Regions from separate parts of the Ovis aries genome. Here region 1 is linked to region 2. Evidence: chromatin contacts called from public Hi-C data. All regions are on one chromosome and are shown on one strand. The core of a region is the stretch at or near the end of the contact, and the rest is flanking DNA. Distances in the headings are between cores, read along the strand shown. Region 1 has its middle 270 kb from the start of TBC1D1. Region 2 overlaps TBC1D1 (TBC1 domain family member 1).

Region 1 (5,819 bases), core at 3,301-5,800, 47 kb before region 2:
ATTCTTCTTCCTCACCTGATTCCCATATGATGGGACAAGGATGAAACAGAGAGCTCATAGCCTACAGGATCAGGGAGAAGGCAGGAAATGAACATCTTAACAAGGCATTCATGACTATTTTCAGGGTCACACAAGCCAGGTCAAAAGATGATAAATGGAAATTTAATTAGAGTCAGTGAAAGGGTAATGGGTGTTGAACTTAGAAATGAATTTTTCTTTTTGAAGATGTGAAAAGAACTTTGGAGTCCTTTGGCTCTTCTGACCTACAGAAATGGTTTTCTAATCGAAGAGCCTGAGACTCATCTTCCCACATAAGAGGGGTGAGCAGATCTAGGGAGCTTTAGATAAGGCTCTTAGAATAAATGCAAATGAAAGAAATGAATGTCTTCCGCCCTGACAGCTCTTCTCAGGTCCCCTCCTACTCTAGGGCTTTCCGGTGGGTAGACGTGGAGGGGAAAAAAATATTCAAATATGCAATTGATTGTTCAATCCCAAGTCAGTTTCATTTTCTAGCTCTCTGGCAGTCTGCTTGCTGTATCAACTATCACACTCCAGTTCCCTAGATGTGCCCCTGTTTGGATACGCAAACACCGGGTACCGTTCTAGGCTGGGCCCTGCTCCTCCACTGGCTGCTGGGTCTCTGCTGCTGAGAGAGGCCTTGTGTAAAGAGCTTCCATAATAACGTCTCGGATTCCAGTCCGAATCCTTCCCTGCTGCAGGTTACTTGACTCTGCAAGACTTGGCTGCTTCTTCTTAGAATGGAGATCAAATGAGTGATGATAGCAGCTTCATGGTTTCCTTGTGAGGACCCAAAGGAAGAATAAATTAGATAAATAGAGCTTGTGATATACTGCGTCAGGAGAATGATAAGTAAAACAAGGTCCTGTTATGCTCCTTGCTTGCTTGTTAAGTTGTCTCAGTCGTGTCCGACTCTTTGCAATCCTATGGACTGTAGCCCGCCAGACTCCTCTGTCCATGGGGTTCTCCAGGCAAGAATACTGGAATGTGTTGCCATGCCCTTCTCCAGGGGATCTTCCCAACCCAGGAACTGAACCGGCATCTCTTATGTCTCCCACACTGCAGGTGGGTTCTTTACCACTGAACCACAGAGGGAGCCCGTTCTGCTGTTAAGAGACAATAAATAAAACCCCTGGTACACTGAGGTAGGTGCTCAATAAAAGGGCCTCCACTCCACGCTGTCTGCCCTGCAGCTTAGCTGAGGGTCTGGTCCTTCTCCCCTGTCAATATGAAAACAGATACAGAATGAGCCCAGTGGTCTGTTCCCCGGGCCCTGTCTCCTCTGGAGGTAGACCTGAGCAGAGGCTCCTGTGCTTGCCTTCCGAGGAGGGAGCAAGTGCTGACAGAGAATGAAAGAGGCAGAAGTCTAGCCCTTTCCCATTTGAGAGAATCAAATAAAGGAAGCTCTATGTGCTGGACTTTAGCTCCAACGGGTACACATGAGTTGAATGTGGACCACTTGCAGATGCTGTGCTAAAGCCTGAGGATGAAGAAGTGAGACACTTGGTCCCTCCAGGCCTTTCTACATCTCCATGCGCCAGTTCAAGAACACAAGATGTCTTTCAGTACATCTATTTCCTAACAAATCGTCACAATTCCACATTTGATTATACTATTTTGACTTTTAACAAAAAGATTTATGCGTGGCAAAGAAAAGTACACTATTTTTTTCCTCTCTCCTAATTCCTAAACCTCATCGACTTTTAAGATGGAATTAATGTCAGTAATATAAACAGGAAGTGGCTGTCTTTTTAAGTGACTAAATAAAGCCAACCACTTTCTCATTGAGATAGTTTGACAACAGTTTTTAAGTCCTAGAGAAGAACTTGTTTTCCAATTGACTAATTAAAATCCACTTAATCTAATAAAGTAGATTCTCTAGGGACCCCCATAACAGAGAAAATTAATCTGAATTGAGCTATAATATAAACATAGAGTAAACAAACTGCATTTTGTGAGGAGAAAAAGCATGCTATAGGTGGTAATTCTCACTTGTCCACACCAGCTCCGAAACGGACTCCAAGAGCTGTATTTACAGAGACCTCTGCACTCCCTACCCCCCATGCCCCCACTTTGACAGGGAGCCGTCTTCTCCAGTTAGGAACTGGGAAGCCAGATCCCCTTATGATGGCCGGTGATGTTTCTCCTCTGGGAAGACGGCATTCACTTTCCTGCTCCTTCTTCCAGGTCAAAGTGATCTTGTTGTTCTGACACTTCCTCTCCTATCCGGCAGTTTCCCTTTGAAAAATGAGACCATTCAATCCAAAGAGCTTTGCCCGTGCCTTCGAAGGAAGCTTGGGGTGGAGCAGAGACTGACTCTGTCTGGTTGTCCTCCCACACAAGAGGATATGGCACAAAACTCTCTCTCCAGGGACTCTCTGAAGAGTAGCTGACACCAGAGTGCACTGTCATCTGGGCTACGGGGCCTCTGAGTAAGAACATGCTCCTTAGAAAGTCACCTGTATGTGTTATGTATATATGTATCTGCAAAGATACAGCTATGACTATCTCTATATGTTCAAGAAAGAAGCCTCAAATCGAGACCAACAAACGTTTCCCTAGGCCCTCAGTGCCTCAGAGGAACTTGCTTTAATTAATAGATCAGAATAGTTAGTATTTAATGTATCAAATAAATGGATGATAGATACATTGATGGATAGATTGATAGATACATAGATAGATTTGGAAGTCAGACCTAAGTTTATACCAATTCCTGGCTGAAGGAGCCAGTATTGTGCTGTGCTGAGTTGCTCAGTCGTGTTTGACTCTTTGCAACCCCATGGACTGCAGCCTGCCAGTATCCTCTGTCAGGGATTCTCCAGAGAAGAATACTGGAATGGGTTGCCATATCCTCCTCCAAGGTATGTTCCCAACCCGGGGATTGAACCCAGGTCTCCCGCATTGCAGGCAGATTCTTCACCATCTGAGCCACCAGGGAAGCCTGACCCAGTACTGCTGCTGCTGCTAAGTCACTTCAGTCGTGTCTGACTCCATGCGACCCCATAGACAGCAGCCCACCAGGCTCCGCCGTCCCTGGGATTCTCCAGGCAAGAACACTGGAGTGGGTTGCCATTGCCTTCTCCAATACATGAAAGTGAAAAGTGAAAGTGAAGTCGCTCAGTCGTGTCCGACTGCAGCCCACCAGGCTCCTCCGTCCACAGGATTTTCCAGGCAAGAGTACTGAGTTTCCCTAAATCTAAATTTGTGTGTGTGTGTGTGTTCAGTCATGTATAACTCTTTGCGACCCCATAGACTGTAGCCCACCAGGATCTCTATCCATGAAATTTTCCAGGCAAGAAACACTGGAGGGGGTTGCCATATCCTATTCCAGGGCATCTTCCTGACCCAGGGATCAAACCCGAGTCTCTTGCATCTCCTACATTGGCAGGGGGATTCTTTACCACTGTGTCACCTGGGAAGCCCCAAACCTAAATTTACATGTCTGTAAAATTGGTTTGATTACCTCTCTGGTTGGTTTCCAGGCATAAATGAATGAATGCATGTAAAGTACTTATTAAAGTAACTGCCATGAAGTAAGCTTCAATAAGAAGGAACCATCACTGATTTATTTCATTCTTAGTGGAGAACAGTTCATCTGGGGGCATCTTTGAGAGGTCAGGATTTCAGAACTGCAGGGAGACACAGTGGTTTCATGGGAAGGCTCTGATATACCTATGTGTAAATGGATACTTTCTGCAACAATGCACAGCTTAAGTGGGACCTGTCACCTGGTGGTCAGACGTTTCCCAGGTCTTGAGGGTGAGACAGTACTGCCAGAGAACCCAGTTTGATTTCCTGGTTCAAAAATCACACCTGTGAAACTCGATCCAGGTGGGAAATTCTTCTGGCTGCTTCTGCTCAAGCCATGGTTCCTTATCAAGTTATGTCTCTGGGTCACTCTGAGGTCATCTTTTAAATTAATGTGACAGACAAGGAAGGCCACAAAACCTCGCTGCTTAGCCTTCGCCTACAAGTCCATCGCAGCAGCGAGTTGACTGAACACGCACTTGGTACTAGTAGCCTTTTGGTCATCAGTTTCTTTAATCCTCCAGCAAGCCTCCAACAACCCTCCATCAGGGCAGCTGCAGTAATCCCCCTTTAAAGATGAACCATCTCAGGCTTGCAGTGTCCAAGGTCACAGCTGGCAAGTGGAGCAACACTGCAGGTAAGTAGGGAGCTCTTGCCACCCGGCCATGCTTCACAGAAAACCATTCGTCCTGTTCTGCTCTCCCGTGCCACGTGTGTCAATACTGCATCTGAGAACAGAAAGAGGTTTGAAATTCTCATTTTCCTCGCTTGCTAAAGAGAAGCACAGCCTGTTATAAGGCTCTACCTTGCTCTGGCTCTCCAGATTCTTCCTCCAATCCTCTTTATAGAGCACCTCCCTTTACCCCCACAATACCTGCTCGGGATTCTTCCTGGCCCTTCAAAAAACAACTGGCAAAAAGCAACTAGCTTGAATCCCTTTAGTTTGGCTAAGACGCCCCTTTTCAGGGGACCTGGTTGGAGCAAGAGTGCCACCTGCTGGAATGTCTGAGTCACTGCCAACACATGTTCCTTGGGCCAACGTGGGCCGGCAGGCGGAGAGGCTTAAGCCTGGCCAAGGAATCAATCAGTGTTCACAGAAACACCTCAGCAGCGTCCAGGCATCAACTTACTGACACTCAGTGTTTAGTTGTTCAGTGGTATCTGACTCTTTTGTGACCCCGCCAGGCTCCTCTGTCCATGGGATTTCTCAGGCAAGAACACGGGAGTGGGTCGCCATTCCCTTCTCCAGGAGATTCTTCCCCACCCAAGGACTGAACCCGTGTTTCCTGCAGTTGGCAGGCAGGTTTTTTTACCACTGAGCTACCAGGGAAGCCCAGATACTGACACTCAAGGTCTTATTCAAATACAAGTTTGGGACTTTAAGGCTGTGCAGTTCTTGTTTCCAAATAGGGGCTGGGATGAGGGTGGGGCAAGAGGGGCAGGGCCATGCAAGTACAGTACATCCCATCTTTGCGGAAAATTGTGAAACTGTATTCATCATGGATTTTTGCATCTATTTTGACTTTTTAAAGTGCATTAAAATATTACATATCTCGTTACTGAATTGTTTGGCACCCTCTCCTTTATGATTTACACCCACTGCAAAGGTTTCATTTGCCTCATGCTAGTATCGGCCCTGCTGAAGCCTTCTGCAAAAGGATTCAGTTTCCTTTCCGAGCTCTGTCTGTAGGTGAACTACACTCAAAGAGTCTCTAAGCTGAACGCCCACATCAGGGCCAGTCCCCGTGCAGCTCTGTGTCCACACTAGGCTTTTCCAATCCCCAGATCCACAGTCTGAGGTCAGGTGGGGTTGCGGGCAGTTCTTTATCTGTAGTGTGTGGGAGGGTTTCGAATGGGGGATGGTTCTCAAAACACTTGAAATTTTGTGGAAAACTATGCATTTTCTGGGGAGATGGCTTATCACCCTCCTTCATTCTCCAAGGAGGCTTGACCCCATAAAGGATAAGACTCACAACAGCCTTCATCAAAGAGTCTATGCAGGAAAAAGCAACAAGAAATGTCTTCCCACATCTGCCCTGGTAAAATGAATGTCAATCACCTGATCTGTGGTCTATAAACAGTGTTGGGAGACCCTGATACAAAGATTCAAGGGTTCTCAGAGTTTGGAGAAAGGAAAAATTCCTTTCTTGAGAAACTGGAATCTCAGCTGCATGCTGAGAACTGGATAGTCCACGTTGCCCTCTTTAGTTTTCACTCCCTGCTCTGAAAACCTCTCAACCTTGCCATTGTTCTCAGGCAAAGCTCTTTTGCAA
Region 2 (6,281 bases), core at 848-3,347:
ACGCACACACACGTCTCTTCTTTCACCCAGGTTTTTAAGTGAGCTCCTAACCTGGAACACCCGGGGATGAAACCTTGGGCCTTTGATGCAGAGGGGCTGAGGTCAAGGGCTTTCGGCTGTGCACAGGGCGGAGTGCTCTTGCAGGGCCCCGTTAATCCCGAGGAACCATCCCAGGTCACAGGCATCTCTGCTTAATTGCATCACCACCTCCTGGTGCCAAAACACACACAGCCTTGCAGTCATGCCCAGAAATGTGTCCCCGACTGCGGCAGCATGCAGCTGGCAGTGACAGAACCCTGGTCCTCCAAGGATGTTTTTTCACACTGCTGTATATTCTTCAAAACCGTAATTATAAATGGCTTCGTGGTATTCTATCAAGTTGATGCATCAATAATCATGTTAATCCAGTCATCGAATGTTGGCTCTCTAGTTACTTGCAAGTTTCTGTTATAAATGACAATTCTAAACATCTTTGTATGTACTGCTTTTCCCCTATTTTGGCTTATTTCCCAAGCATACATTCCAAGAAATGGGATTACTGAATCAAAGGATAGGAATATTTTACTGGCTCATGATACACACTGCCAAATTGCTTCCCAAATGGGAATAATCAACATACAATGCCACTAGCAACATTAAGAATGTGCCAGACACAGTACAGCCTTGGAATTGGGTACTGGCATTAAAATGTTTCATTCTGTTAATCTAGGAAGCTAAAAAACTATACGTTATTTACATTTAAATTATGCACAAAGCTACATACTTCCCCAGCTATTATTAGTCTGCTCTATGAGTCTCCTTTAGTGAATTCCTTTCCATTCTCGGCTCATCTGCTATTGGAGACTCAGTGTCTTTTTCTCTCTGCTGTCTGTGGACATTACAATGAAGCCATCAACCTTGATGGGAACAGAACTAGTCACATACTTTCCACCCACCCCACCCCCTACCCCCCAGCTGGGGTGGGTGGGGGGAAGTCTCAATGGTGGAGCATCTGCCCAGGTATCAAAGGGGTTCAGTGTCTGTGGGGAATTTAAAAATAGTAATAAACCCAACTGAAAGTTGGTCTGCTTTTTATTATCACCGCAATGCAAGCAATTCTCAACAATGCCAGGGGTAAAGGACGCCTCCCTGCCATATCCCTACCCTCTTGGTATGGCAGCGATTGGCCTTTTGACAAGCTTTCAATGGCACAACCTGCCTGAGCCGTGAGGACTCCTCCCAAGGCAGAAGGGGCAGCCTCACCACTGTGATTCTGAAGAGCATCTTCTGAACAAGGGAGCTTTGGTGAGATGCCGGTTTCTCTCCTACCAGCTCAAGCAGAACCGAGACCTGTCTGGCGTGTTTACGATGGAGTCACCCACTGCAGCCTTTCCAAGGTGTGTGTGGCTACCCCAGGGATCTTGCTGAAAGGCAGATTCTGACTCAGCAGGTCTGGGGGGCGGGACTGGATTCTGTGTTAAGTTCTACGCAGTAGGACAGTGGTACTGGTCAGGAGCCCACGTGAGGCAGGGCCTGCAGGATGCTGAATGTGGGCTATGTGCTCCATCCTCCCAACCCCGCTCCCCTGCAATCTTCCTTGCACTGACCTGAGGCTGCAGGGCACGCCCTGTGATGAGACAGCCCTGACGTCCCTTCCCTTCCTTTCTGTTTATTCCCAGGGCTTCCGCCTTCCTGAGAGCGGGTTGTTAAGGCTTACATTCAACTGACAACTTTAAGTCACACTGAGCAGCTGCCCCAGAGCCCTTTGCCTGGGACCCTGTCAGCTCTGGGCTGGCCTCTCGGCGGCGGCTCCGAGCCTGTCTGTGTTGAGCGGGAGCTGCAGGGCCCTGTCCTTGGTGACTCTGCCCACCCTGGATGCAGACTGTGTCCCAGAGGCTCAAGTAGAGGTTTCCACAGAGAAGGCATTTAGTGAAACGCAGCTTGTCTATCTCAGGGGTGCACCCGGCTCCATCCTTTCACACACAGAACAATTAACTCATCCACGTGCAAGGAACACAGTATCATTTCCACCCTGCAGGCTCTCCCAAGTTGTACCTCTAAGCTGAACTTGAGACTAGAGCACCCTCTGCAGGAAGGGGAGGGGCATCAAGAAAACAGAAAGCTGGACAGCCCACAGAGGTCAAGTTCCAGATGGACCGTGTGGGAGGGGAGAAGGGCCGAGAGCTGCCTGGTACCGTGAATCTGGTTTCCCAGCGAGACCTGTGACAGGCTGAAAACCTGGACCTCAGAAGCAGGTGCTGTGTCCCTACATGCCACATCCAACCCCCCACCTCCCCTCAAGAAAGCTGAAGCCGTGCCTAGAAGGTCTCTTACCCCTGTGGCTTTGCACGTGCTGTAACTGCGGGACAGTTGACTGCAGCCCATGCGCCAGGGCTGTCCCACCGCATGCTCTGCAAACAGCTTTATTGCAGCACAGTCACTTCACTCCACACGCACACTGGCTCTGGCCACTTTCAGGCTCCAGAGACTGAGCTTACCTCACATGACCTTATGGCTCACAAAGCCTGAAACACTTTCTCCCTGGCCCTGTGCAATAAAGCTTTGTGACCCCGTGGACTGCAGCCTGCCATGCTCCTCTGTCCATGGGATTTTCCAGGCAAGAGTACTGGAGTGGAGTGCCATTGCCTCCTCCTAGAAGAGGCCTGGCTGAACCCAATTCCCTCAGCTCCCTGCCAGGCCTGCTCACTGCTCACTCCTTGCACAGCCTGCTCCTGCAGCCCTTGCACACACACTCCTGGAACTCCCACCACACTTGCAATCATCACTGTGTTACACACTCCTTTTCTGCATAGGATGGGCCCTGGTGTCCCAGAGTCTATTACACTCTTGGTTCTGCCACCCTATACAGGGTGCTGGGCATTTACTCCCTCTGTGCCCAGTGTCCCAGCAATGAAAATGAAGATTATGAAGCCATACACTGTGCCCAAGAGTTGTTAGGGAGCCGAGGGACTAAAAGATTACCAAATTCAAAACATGTACCTAAAATAACTCAGGTACACACACACACACACAACTGTCCTCTCTCCACGCTGTGACCATTTCTATTCTTCCAACATTTAAAGAACATCCTCACATCCTAGTGAGTATCCTTTAGAGAAGAGGGGAGGAAAACGGGATTTTTTTTTTTTCCTGGGGCTCAATATCCAGAAGGTAATAACATCAGCAAGGCTGCCCGCCTTTGAGCCCAGGCAGCAGGTCAAGGTGGTCACCGGCACAGACTTGGGTTTAGGGAACCAAGGCTCTTGGGTTCGCCCCAGCAGCCAAAACACAGAAGGATGCACAATGAATGCTCTGAAAGACAGTAAATGCTCAGCAAGGTCAGAAAGGAAAGTATCACAGGGTGGAGGATTCTGTCTTAACGGACAATACTGGAAAACTCTGATTAAATGATACCTGGAGGCACTTGGTGGAGCTGAGTAGTTGCTAAAGCATTTGCCATGAGAGAGCCTCAGTCTGAAACAACACCTTTCCACTTCTTGGCCATGTGACTGTGGGCCAGCTAATTAACCACTCTGAACCCTAGGTTTCTCATGAGTTAAAACCAGCTGTCTTCTCAGGAGGTCATGACTGAATAAGCTCAGGTGTGTATATGCAGAGTTGCTCAGAACCTGGCAAAAAGTAGGGCGTCAATAAGTCAGAGCGATTCACACTGAGAGGAAGGCGCCAGGGAAGTAAAAAAGAAAGTGCAGAGTTGAAAAGCACTGCTCCTTCACATAAGTAAATGAAATGTGCAGAGACCCAAAGCGGCACCGGGGCAAAACCCTCTCTCTCAGGCTGGACGTGCCTCCTTTTCTGGGTTCGGCACCAAAGGAGGAGCAGCAAATGGAACCACAAACTGCTGCGTTTGTGCGTGCAGCCCACCACTCTCAGATGAGCAGGAATTCTCAGACTTTTTAAAAACATATCTTTATTTCACTATTGGTTTTAACATAATTGCTGTAAGTGTTGGGCTTATGAGAGGCCCGGCCGCTGAGTCTGCAGTGGCCCAGTGCTGAGATCCCTTCCGCAGCACTCAGCCATCTGGCCTCAGGACACTCTCAAGGGTGACCTCACCTTCTGCAAGGCAGTTCAGTCCTGTATGGTCAGCAATCATTACTGGAAGAGTCTTCCTGACACAGAGTCAAAATCTGCTCCCACTCTTACCCCAGACCATTTAACAACTGGTCAAGCTGCAGTTCCCAAGTCACTTCATTCTCAACCTCTTAACATTTCAGAGAGTGATACATGCATACATGCAATTCTACTGCACACAGAAACCAGAGGTATGGGACCACAGATGTGGAACTGAATACTGTTCACAAACACACACACCATGAAACAAACTTACAGAATATACACTCCTTATCACAACTTCATAGCAAGATATTTTAGAAGATTCCAATTAATGCCATTCAGCACAAAAATCAAAGCACTCATTTTACAAAAGCCTACAAAGAATAAAAGCTATGAATCTTGGAAGAACAAACGATGAGGGGTGAAGCCTCTTAACTGTAAGAAATTACAGTTACAATTCTTACAAACTGTAAGAAACTGTGCTCGGTGTCACACTCATAACACATGCACACTCAGACACACACTTAGTCATGGAGCAAGGCCTTGAGCTGTGCCTCCTACAAGCTACTCAGGACTTGGTAGGTCCTGAGAGGTAGGAAACAGAGGGAGGGAGGGGGGCAGAGAAAGAGAAAGAAAAGGAAGGAAGGAAGAAATTCAGCTTCTGCACATCCAGGATTACGGAGCTTCTGGAGGGTCCAGACTGAACCATACCTGACTGATAGTCTTCTCCATCTGCACCAAGCCCAGGTTGGGTAGTGTGCTTTTTATAAAGTCAACTATGGTTTCTAGGTTTTCATGCTGCAGAATCAAGGGCTTATGGCTTCCCAGCAGACTTAGAGCCACTTTAAATATGACCTCTGATCCCTGAAGAAAGATCATATCTGGGAAAAACACAGAAAAGCCAGAAGTTAATACGGACTCAGTCGCTGATAAAATGACACACTGTCCCCTTTCTCACACACTGAAAAGCAGGACAGTGGGAAACACAACCCTAAATTAGAAGATCCTGATATTTCAGATAGGGTTGTCAAGATAATACTAAGAAAACAATGTATGCAAACATATTGCTAAAATTTTGTCACAAATTCAGATCTTTTTTTCACTCCAAAAAATATACTAAATTCAAACATGCTTCAAAAGTTGAACTGTGAAAAAGAAATTTTTAATTAGTCTGTTTTTCCAGAAATTCTCTGGATTTCAAAGGAGTTATTATTAAAACACATGTTTTCATGGGTAAAACAAAGATTTGTATACTCTACCCTAATTACTGATGCTGCAAGTGAAAAAAATGCCCATTTCCTCTGCTTTGAAATAAGGAGTTTAGTGATGTAAAGATCTTTAAAAACTGTAAAAAGCCTATATCATTGCAAAAGTACATTATTAAAAACAAGTGGAAACAGTGTCAGACTTTATTTTTTTGGGCTCCAAAATCACTGCAGACAGTGACTGCAGCTATGAAATTGAAAGATGCTTACTCCTTGGAAGGAAAGTTATGACCAACCTAGATAGCATATTCAAAAGCAGAGACATTACTTTGCCAACAAAGGTCTGTCTACTCAAGGCTATGGTTTTTCCAGTAGTTATGTATGGATGTGAGAGTTGGACTGTGAAGAAAGCTGAGCGCCGAAGAATTGATGCTTTTGAACTATGGTGTTGGAGAAGACTCTCGAGAGTCCCTTGGACTGCAAGGAGTTCAGTCCTGGGTGTTCTTGGGAAGGAATGATGCTAAAGCTGAAATTCCAGTACTTTGGCCACCTCATGCGAAGAGTTGACTCATTGGAAAAGACTCTGATGCTGGGAGAGATGGGGGCAGGAGGAGAAGGGGACGACAGAGGATGAGATGGCTGGATGGCATCACCGACTTCATGGACGTGAGTCTGAGTGAACTCCGGGAGTTGGTGATGGACAGGGAGGCCTGGCATGTTGCAATTCATGGGGTCGCAAAGAGTCAGACACGACTGAGCAACTGAACTGAAATACTGCTTGTTTAATTTATATGCAGAGTACATCATGAGAAATGCTGGGCTAGATGAAGCACAAGCTGGAATCAAGATTGCTGGGAGAAATATCAATAACCTCAGATATGAAGATGACATCACCCTTATGGCAGAAAGTGAAGAACTAAAGAGCCTCTTGATGAAAGTGAAAGAAGAGGGTGAAAAAGTTGGCTTAAAACTCAACATTCAGAAAACTAAGATCATGGCATCTGGTCCCATCACTTCATGGCA

What was found. A called contact is a pair of places that touch in the nucleus more often than the background predicts.
Region 1: a Hi-C map of liver shows a contact between it and region 2, with 4 times the contacts expected there. The contact joins two enhancer-like sites. A contact is called at or near these places in 5 of 16 Hi-C or Micro-C datasets (liver, mixed tissues, omental adipose tissue and 2 more).

The regions. Positions count from the first base shown.
Region 1 is chr6:58,181,957-58,187,775 of ARS-UI_Ramb_v3.0, reverse strand. No RefSeq gene overlaps it. Among named protein-coding and RNA genes, the nearest start is that of TBC1D1, 270 kb to the right of the region's middle. Within about 2 kb of position 4,550, at least 30 of the 54 cell types and tissues checked have an H3K27ac peak or open chromatin away from gene starts, as enhancers often do. A contact at or near this core is called in liver, where this site is marked.
Region 2 is chr6:58,131,852-58,138,132 of ARS-UI_Ramb_v3.0, reverse strand. TBC1D1 (TBC1 domain family member 1) reads right to left here. Exons shown (of 20, transcript XM_060417587.1): 18 at 4,765-4,934. Among named protein-coding and RNA genes, the nearest start is that of TBC1D1, 220 kb to the right of the region's middle. Within about 2 kb of position 2,097, at least 13 of the 54 cell types and tissues checked have an H3K27ac peak or open chromatin away from gene starts, as enhancers often do. A contact at or near this core is called in liver, where this site is marked.